Linked DNA regions of Gossypium raimondii: region 1 is linked to region 2. A link is a contact called in public Hi-C data. All regions are on one chromosome and are shown on one strand. The core of a region is the stretch at or near the end of the contact, and the rest is flanking DNA. Distances in the headings are between cores, read along the strand shown. Region 1 holds the start of LOC105762210 (protein LATERAL ROOT PRIMORDIUM 1). Region 2 holds the start of LOC105793877 (pentatricopeptide repeat-containing protein At5g01110).

Region 1 (4,752 bases), core at 1,876-4,375, 160 kb before region 2:
AAGTTATACACTTTTAAGACCAAGAACAAAACCGACATATGCTGATAGAATATTGAGTAAATGTCCAGTTAATTGCAAAACGTATTAAAAGTACGACACACATAGATTACATTGAGGTCTAAATTTGGGTAAGGAACATTTCTAATACTAGGATAACAAAAGAAGCAAGTACATCAAACATTCATGAATGCATGCAACTGCAGGCTTGTCCACATTGCAAAAATGCTATAGCGATGAATTGGACCGACATCCGACTAATCATGAATTCCACATTTGCTTCTGTTTCATTACTAATCATAAAACTAAACTAGTAGGATTAAAGAAATTTACCACTCAAGCATTGCACCAGCAAATTAAGTAGTGTGTGGATATTCATGGCACTGTCTTTTGATGATGGAAAGCACTTTGTACTGTAGATTTCACTTTTGTCAAACACAACTCTAATGATAAAACGGGAATAAGAAAAAAGCAAACAGGTTTTATCAACACAAAATATTCAAGAACTACAATTGTGTAGAAATGCAGGATCTCTAGATCTCATCTTTATTTTATATGATCTGTGAATTCGCTACAAAACATGTTTTAATAGGGTAAGTAAATGTAAACTCATTGACAAGATGATGAGTATGACCCACTTGAGTGCAATTTTAAAGACAAATAAACAGAAAAAATCGAAGGCCAAAGACACAGTTGAAACCCAGAAAAGGAAAAAAAAATATTTAATATGGATATTGAATCTACAAAGTGAGAATTTACCAAACCATATGAATAATTAGTATGCAGCAGAAAAAGGAAGGATTTTAGAGGAGAATGAAACCCCATATCAATCAATCCACTATTGTTTACTCCTCAGTTTATTGGATTACCATAAGTTGAACCACCAAGCAAGCCACCTCCAGTGGCGGCATAAACCTGAGAAGGATCAAGAACAGGTGAGGATGATGAACCCCCATTTGTCCCACTGCCGCCGCCAAGATGCAATTCAGATATATTTGGAAACCCATCTCTTTCTTCAACTCCTTGGTCATAAAGGAACCCTTTGAACACATGTCCACCAATCTTAACAACTGCTTGATATGCATACTCATCTTCACCATCCTCTACTGCTGTCACTCTTACACACTTGAATACCGCCGGTGCACGTACTTGCCCCGGCAATGTCTCTTTAAAGCCTGCATCTGCATAGTAAAAAGAAAAAAGAAAAATTCAGTCAAAACCCTACTCAATTTTCAGCCTCCTGAAACAACCCTAACAATTAAAGAATAAACCAATCTTGCTAAATAAATAAAGCCATGAACTAGAAAACCAAGCAACAAAAGAGAAGGCAAAAAGCAAACCTTGGTGACTTGAGCTAGTGTCTAAGCTTCTTGGAGTAGTGTTTGAAGTTGATGTATGAAGAGTGGTTGTAGTCTGTGAAGTCACAAGTCTCGGCTTCTTAGCCCCAGAAGTAGACCCTGACGAGCCAGCACAGGCAGTAGTAGGGGCGGCCGTCATCAGCTGGCGCTCTCTTCTCCTAGCAGCAGGCACCCACGTGCTCCTCACGTGAGTAGGGCAATCAAATCCCCGACTTTTACAGCATGTTCTACATCTCCTATGACTACAATCTTTCTTGGCCTGGTTCCCACAATCTTGACATGTAGTCCCTGAGCTAGTACCTGAGCCACCACTCCCACCTCCCATCCCACCGCCACCACTGGTTTGTATCAAATTCATGGAAGAATTGTTATTGTCAAGGGTTGAAGATTGTTTTTTAAGATAATTAGGAGAGGTTTGGTTCTGCCATAACTGCATCCCACTGAGTTTGTTACGACCACTGTTATTCACTAAATCAGAATCTTCCATATTTTGAGGAGCTAAGCATGGAGATGCTGTAAGGAGTGGGAAAACACCAACGCCAACACCAAGTGCCGTGGCAGCATTTTGACCGTTGATTTGATCATTTCCGATGATGGGATCTTGAGCATGGTGGTGATGGTGATGGTGATGATGGTTAAAAGACGCAGGAGCAACAACAACGAAATCGCGGAGACCAACCATCCCCATTTCAGAGGGAAGCCCGTAGTTGAGTGGACGAGCTGAGGGTGGCCATTGAGCGCTGGTGGATCCAGGTGGAGCAGCCACCGCGGCAGCCGCGTTTGCGTTGAAGCCAAGGGACAGGTCATCGGGGCCAGCTCGGATTGCTGCGGACGATGACGTCGCCCAATCTGCAAAGGCTCCTGAGTCTGAAGGTAGCTGCCTTCTTGTGGTAGCCACAATGACAACGATAATAACGAAATTATATAGATAAAGACGTCTCCTTCAATTGCTGAAAACTCAATCTTTACAAACATAAAACATACACATAATCAAGAGTAAAAGTCAAGTTTCAATATGAAAAAGGAAAACAAGGGAAAAACCAAAAAAGAAAAGATGGAGAGAAGTGGAGAAAGAAGATATCTCTCTATTTAGGTGTTATATGAGTTAGAGAGAAGGGGGAAAGGGTGGGGTCGAATCTCTGAAATTGTAACAGAAGAAGATAAAAAGAAAGAGAAAGAGAAAGAGATCTTCTTTGTTGGGTGGCTTTCCAATTAGTGAACAGCACAGCAAGCAGAATTGTTTATTTCTTCTTTTTTTTTTGGCTCTCCTTTGCCTTCTGCCATTAATCTGCTAGCTATACTGAGAGAGATTGCGAGTTTTCTGTTAGCTTAGCTGCGGCTACTGCTACTGTCACTTTGACTCAGTTCCCTTCTGGGTTAACTAAAACATATAATAGGAAGGAGGAAAAAGAATTGAAAGGAAATCAAATGAAATCCCCAAGCCAAGCTGAAACTACTGCAGTCTTGTAGTAATATAAGATAACAAAAAAACAGATATGTATTAGGATGAAGTAACGAAACGAGCCTTTTCTTCTGTTGTCTTTCTATATTTCTTATATATATGTATGTTTCTTCTTCAGTAGTTGTTTGTTGCCGACCTTTCTCTTCCAGTCCACATCTTTTCCTTCATCAGCTACATGTTCTTTGTTTATTTTTAATTTGGTTTGTTCCTTTTATTTACTAGAAAGCAATACTGAGGTGGGTTCCTCTCTACCTCTCACTCCCTTTTGCTTTGCTTTCTCTCTCCCTCTCTCTCCAATAATCACACGCTAACTATAGAATGAATGATGAGAAAAGAGGGTATAAAGACTTTTGTTCTTTAGTTGTTGTAATTTTATGCGCCCTCTTTAAACTCACCTCACCATCCACCTTTCCATGGAATGCTGGGTTTCATAAATTCGACCCGGATTACACTAAATGCTTAAGTTAGAACATAATTTTTCAAGGGTGTCTCATTTTTTAAAATAAGATGTCTAACAATTGAAAAGAAAATTAAAGAACAAAAACATACATGCTTTACAATAGTCAAGAAACTCTTATTTAAGCAGTTTTAAAAAGGTTTAGTCTTTATTTTAATATTGTTAAAAGGTTTAACTTTTATGTAAGATGATCATTTTAAAATATTTGGATCATATGTGAATAATCCCAACCTAAATTTAAATAAAATTATTTTATAGTTTAATTTGATTTCATTAATAAATTTTTATCTATATTTTAAATGATAATACAAGATTCTAGCGACCATACATTTGACCTAATGAGAGTAGTTTTAGGTTCAAGTCAAGACTCAGGGCAAAAAAAAAAGAATCTATCTAATTTATAAACTCTAAATTTGAATATCATACTAATAATTAGATAAATTAGCTCTTTTATGTTAAATGAATGAGCAAAACAATCTCTCCATTAAATTTTTATTTCAAATGTTTATTTTGTTGTTTTATATATAAAACATAATAGCAAATTGAACCTTCAATATTTACAAATTTATTCAATTTGACACTTACCTCAAATTCATTACTAATGTGACACTATTTTGTATTATTTGCCACCTCAAAAATAAAGTTAAAGTAAAAATAAAATTTCAAAAATAATAAATAAAAGCTATAATTCTAAAAATGAAAAAGCTCCTTAAAATAAAAAAAACATAAAAATATTTTTAAATTTATAAATAAAATGAAAATAATTTTAAAATTAAAAAAATCCAAGATTTATGAAAAGTTTCTTCAAAGGTATTTTAATTCGATATTCAATAAAACATTTCGAAATTTAAAATTAATTGAATAGTCCTCAATAGATTTAAGGACGATTTAGCTCGTCTCCAACAGTTATTCTTTAAAATTTTATCTGGGACGAATATGAAAATGGACAAATTTCGTCCCTAAAACATTATGGACGAATATCCCCAAATTCATAAAAACATATCAAAATAATTAGGGACAAATATCAACCTTAATTCTTTGGAGATGGATATCATCCCAAAAATTAATTAAAAGAATACAAAAAAAGTTTAAGGAGGTTATTTCTCTAAAAAAATTCTTTATAACACATTCTCAAAATATTAATTTTATTTAATAATTAAATATTGTAATTTTAAATCTAGTAGTACGAATTCTTAAGAAAAAAAAGGTAATTATCTACATTTAAAATAAAAATACGTAAAATAAAAATAAAAATAAAAATAAATAAAATCCACAATATTAAATTCTATTGAAAATTTAAATATAGTGTTTATAAAAGATCTAATAATATGTTTGTGTGAGTATACTAGAAAAGTTGCGAATGCCTATTGCCTATTGCCTATTGCCTATTGCCTATTGCCTGTGCCGGACTTAATTCATTATTGAAACAGGACACACTCATTATAATTTTGAAGAATTAACTGTAGCTTTACCTAAGA
Region 2 (4,883 bases), core at 623-3,122:
GAGTCATTGCATCAAACAAGTTTAGAGCTTTATTCATATTTCCATCCCTACAATGTCCATGGATGAGTGTTGTGAAAGTATAAAAATCAGGAAAAACACCCCTTTCTGTCATCTCATGCAATAGATTGTCTGCTTCAGTGAGCATCTTCTCCTTGCACAACCCATTCAAAATGGTATTGTAAGTAACAACATCCATATTACATCCCTTTTCTATCATTTCATCCCTGATCTTCAAAGCTTCCGACATCGCACGATTTCTGCAATACCCATCTATAAGAATGGTATAAATTACATTATCTGGAACCAAGCCAGCTCTCTTCATATTATTAAAATAGTCTAATGCCTGATCAAGATGTCTATTTCTACAAAATACCGCAATAAGTGAACTAAAGCTAACCAAATCCGGAACAACACCTCGATGCAACATTTCATTGAAAATGTCTTCAGCTTCTGATATATTATTTTTTCTGCAACTCTCAACAAGCAAAGTATTATAGGTAGTAGTATCAGGACTCAACCCTATCCATAGCATCTCATTTAAAACTTCTTTTGCTCTTTCAAAGTTCCCTCTCTTGCATAAACCATACACAATTGAATTATAAGTAAAAAGGCCTGGTTTCAACCCTTTATTTGACATGGATTTCATCAACCCAAAGGCTTCTTCCAAATGCCCTTCACGGCAATACGCATTAATCATTGTATTGTATGTCACAATATCAGAAAAAATTCCCTTCTCTTTCATTTCTGATAAAAGAGATTTAACACAACTGATCTTTCCATCTTTACACAAAGCATTAACCATAATATTTAATGTATACACATTTAACTCAACCCCAGTTCTAACAACTTCATTATACACTTGCCAAGCCAAATCAACCCATCCAATCTTCACTAATCCACCAAGAAGACTATTACAGGCATTAATAGAAACACAAAAACCTTTACTTCTCAAAATCATAAAGGCCTCGGATCCTTCTCTTAACTTCCTAGCTTGCACATAAGACCTAATTAACAAATCAAAAACAGAACCATTTGACCCAAAATTTCCACAGGTGGAAACCAAAGACTCCACAGTTTCAACACGTGAAACCCCACTTTTCCTAACCATCCTAAGAACCAAAGCCTGTGCATCAGACAACCTTCCACATGTCACAAGAACATGAATCATTGCACTTAAGGACATCGAAGAATGCTTAAAATTCGAGCAATTAAGCACAATAAAATCAACAAATCTTTTACCCAATTGCAAATTCTCACGGCAGTGCAAAAGAACCTCAACTACGATCAACGGGTTTATTCGAAATCGATAATTACGCAAAGAGTTCGCATTACCTTGCTTTAAACTGAACAGAATCTTCTCCACCATGAACGAATCCGGTTCCCCATTTGGTGGGGTTTGTAGGGTTTGTAAATTTCTAAGAAATTTGCGGGTAGGTGAAGTCTGGAGAGGGAGATTTCGAAAGAGTAGCCGTGACATGAGTGATTTTGCGTAGGTTTCAAACCTTTTGCATCAATTTTGCAAGCTGTTCAATCTGGCACTGCATAATCGAAGCTACATTAACGAAAGCAGCAAATATACGAATCAATTATACCATGTGCTTTATCAATTATCTTACAGTATAAAGCCAACAGAGCTTTGGCTTACATTTTTTGTAGCTGAGATTGACCATTTAAGAACGGAGTCTGTGATGTCTACACGACTTGACGCTGACAAGCATATGGCAGCTATTTAGATTCATTCCGATACGATTGGAGAAGGTCGTTGCCACCGATTGAGCCAAAGGGATGTCCTCAAACAAACGTTCTTCATTTTACCCACAAGTTATGTAGAGCTCCTGATTTACCAGCTACGCCCCTATAATTTCAGGCAGTGATCAAGAATTAATTTACGACGGTATAAACTACACCCAACTCACTAAACTATTTCTAAGCTTATACTTTAATCCCTCAACTTCAAACAGTTACAAATTGGTCACTGAATTATTGGTAAATTTATAATGTAGTTGCTCAAATATTAATAAATTCACAATTCGGTCGCTCCCAATATAATTTAATAATTTTCTAATTGAAACATTAAATATATTTCTCTCAACCAAATAAAAAATTTTAAATTCTATCAACTAAACTAAAAATAATAATCATTCTCAATAGTGTGTTAACTAGTATAAATATTTGGAGGAAATCAGCAAATTTGAGTAGTAATATGGGTTTTATCTTCTTCATTGATTTGGGCCTAACCATTGATATGAAAACAATGCTTCGCAACCTTCTACGCATCATTATTTTATCTAATTAATAGCCAAAGAGATTGTCTTGTAATTAAAGACTTATTATTTCATTTTATATTTCATCAATTCTTCTTTTCCATGTATGCATAATCACATTTTTCGCTCTTAATCTTTTTGGAAATAACTAATTTAGTCCTCTCTTTTCTTTTCAGCCCTCAAACTATTATTATTTTTTAAATTATCCATAATTGGATGGAAAAATTAATAGTATCGTTAATTTGCTGATGTGCATGCCACGTGGATGGCCACATGTGCTAGTTGCTGGCATATTAATTAAAATTTTCAAAAAAATTGTAAAAGTTATAAAAAATTTAAAATAAAAATATTTTTTATCTCACTTTTATTTAGTTAATTTAATAGAATATGTTGGAAAAAAAAACATTTAAGAAAGTATGTCATTTTTTTAAATTTTATCGATTTACGTTAATTTTTGGAGAGAGAAAGGAAAACATGTCCTACAGAGCACATTTTCATTGATGTAATAGTGAAAACGCATCATGTAGATGCATTTTCAAGAGAGAGAATAAAAACGCGCCCTATAAGACGTGTTTTCACTTTGGTAAAATTTATTTTTTTCTTCTTTTTTTTCCTTACGGTTGGAAATTAAAAGTTTGTAGATTTATCTTTGTCCATGTTTGAGATAGACATGGTTATAATTTAAATGAATGTTTGAATTTACAGTGGTGTCATGGAGTTGGGTAACCTACAAATTTCATCTGTCATGTGAGTATGGAGTCATCAATTAGGAAGCCAAATCGCGTTGCAACTAAAGGTCCCAATTGGCGATGATTATACGGTTTGGGGTCGACGTGTAACTAGGGCTTCAAGTTTACGAATGTTATGTTGTCAAGGGATGGAGCATAAATGGGGTCATAGTTGACAGTGGTTATGCGGACACAACAATCAGTTTTCCCTCATCAGAGATGGATGCTTTATAAAACTCAAACAAGCGTACGAAGAAGAAAAACGTAGTGGCCTTTTAGTATAATCAAGTATTTTGTTTTGTCCATATCCACCAAAGGCGGTGACCCCCGTTATTATAACATGTGACGTAATTGGGGTGTAACAAGTTTTACTAACAAGGTCACTACCTTTGGTGGACATGAACAAGACGAATTACTTGATTATACTAGAAGACCCTTGTGTTTTTCTTCCTCTCACTTCCATGTGGATTTTATGAAGCATGCTCCTCTGACGAGGAGAAAATGGTTGTCGTGTCCACATAACCATTGCCAACTAGTGCCCCAGTTATGCTCCATCCTTTAACAACATAAACTTTGTAACCTTGAAGCCCTAGTTACACTTCAACTCGAGACAATATAATCACCGCCAACTTGGATCTTGAGTTGCAAAGTGATCCCGATTTCTCAAATGATTGTGCCATACTCACATGGCAAGTGAAATTTTTAGGTTACCGAGCTTCATGACATCATCGTGAACCCAAACACAATTTAAAATTATGACTATGTCTCCCTCAAAGCAAGAGAGAAATAAATCTTTAAACCCAAAAATTTCAACACACAAGAAAAAGAGAAAAAATAATTTAGAGGAGACTAAGATGTGGGTGAGTAGGGGATGAAGAATGAGCATTTATATAGGGGACGATGCGGGGTATAAAGAGGAAAAAAATTTATCTCGGGAGTAGGGGATGAAGAATGAGCATTTATATAGAGAACGTTTTCTCTCTGGCAATTTCAACCAAGCCAACTTGATTGCTTTTGAGCACTTGTAACTCGGGATTCCCAACATAAACTTCATTGAGGAAAATGTAGAAATCATGAACTCAATGACTTCAGTGTGTCCACACAACCCAAGAGCATCAAGGGTAAAAGCTAATGACTATATGGTAACTCATGGGGTGAAAACACTAATTGTCACTCCCCATATTTTTATTTGTAATTTCATAAGTTCATGCGCAAGCAAGTTAAATGACCTAGTGCTAAATGGCTTAATTAAATTCCTTAAGATCCTATGTTCAAATCCCCTGACCCATATATTATTTTTTTTTAGAATTTTTAGTATTAAAAAGGTTGGTCAACACCCCACTTGCCATCCACCCAAAGTTGCCAAAAGGGAGAGATTCTTTCCTCCCTTAAGTTGCTCTTCTTTCCTCCAATAGCCCATATTTTCCTCCTTATGTTCCCTCACCTTCCTTTACTTTCCCTTGAACCACTCCTTTCTACTTTTTCCCTCTCCCCCATTGACCTTGTCGTCCCATGCACTTAGACACCCAAAATTCTCATTTACTTTTCATTTCAACTTTCTCTCCTCTTTTTTCTCTCTTTTCCTCCTCCTTTAACCACTATTTCTTTTACTTTTTACCACCGAGTCACCACTATTAGCCATAACATTCTAATCAAAACACCATTATAACACCACAAAAACTCACCTCTCTTCCACGCCTCCTCCACACCTCATCATCGCTACACCACTACCGCATTACTGTCGTGCTGCCATCATTAGTATGTCATCATTAGTATGAGTCCTTAACAATGAATGACCTCCCTAAGATGTGATAAGTGGTCAGACCTTGTAACTGAGTAGATTAGTATGTCATCAAAGAACACTACAATGGATTTCCTTAGGAAGGGCTTA

Evidence for each region. Hi-C and Micro-C count contacts between places; a contact is called where the count stands out from the background.
Region 1: a Hi-C map of leaf shows a contact between it and region 2, with 2.1 times the contacts expected there. The contact joins the promoter of LOC105762210 here to the promoter of LOC105793877 in region 2. A contact is called at or near these places in 2 of 2 Hi-C or Micro-C datasets (both in leaf).

Annotation. Positions count from the first base shown.
Region 1 is chr7:36,032,959-36,037,710 of ASM2569854v1, reverse strand. LOC105762210 (protein LATERAL ROOT PRIMORDIUM 1) reads right to left here and starts at 3,125. Exons shown (of 5, transcript XR_008197912.1): 1 at 1,338-3,125; 2 at 867-1,178; 3 at 331-440.
Region 2 is chr7:35,869,928-35,874,810 of ASM2569854v1, reverse strand. It overlaps LOC105793877 (pentatricopeptide repeat-containing protein At5g01110), which reads right to left and starts at 1,872. Exons shown (of 3, transcript XM_012622774.2): 1 at 1,646-1,872; 2 at 1-1,552. The coding sequence starts at 1,477.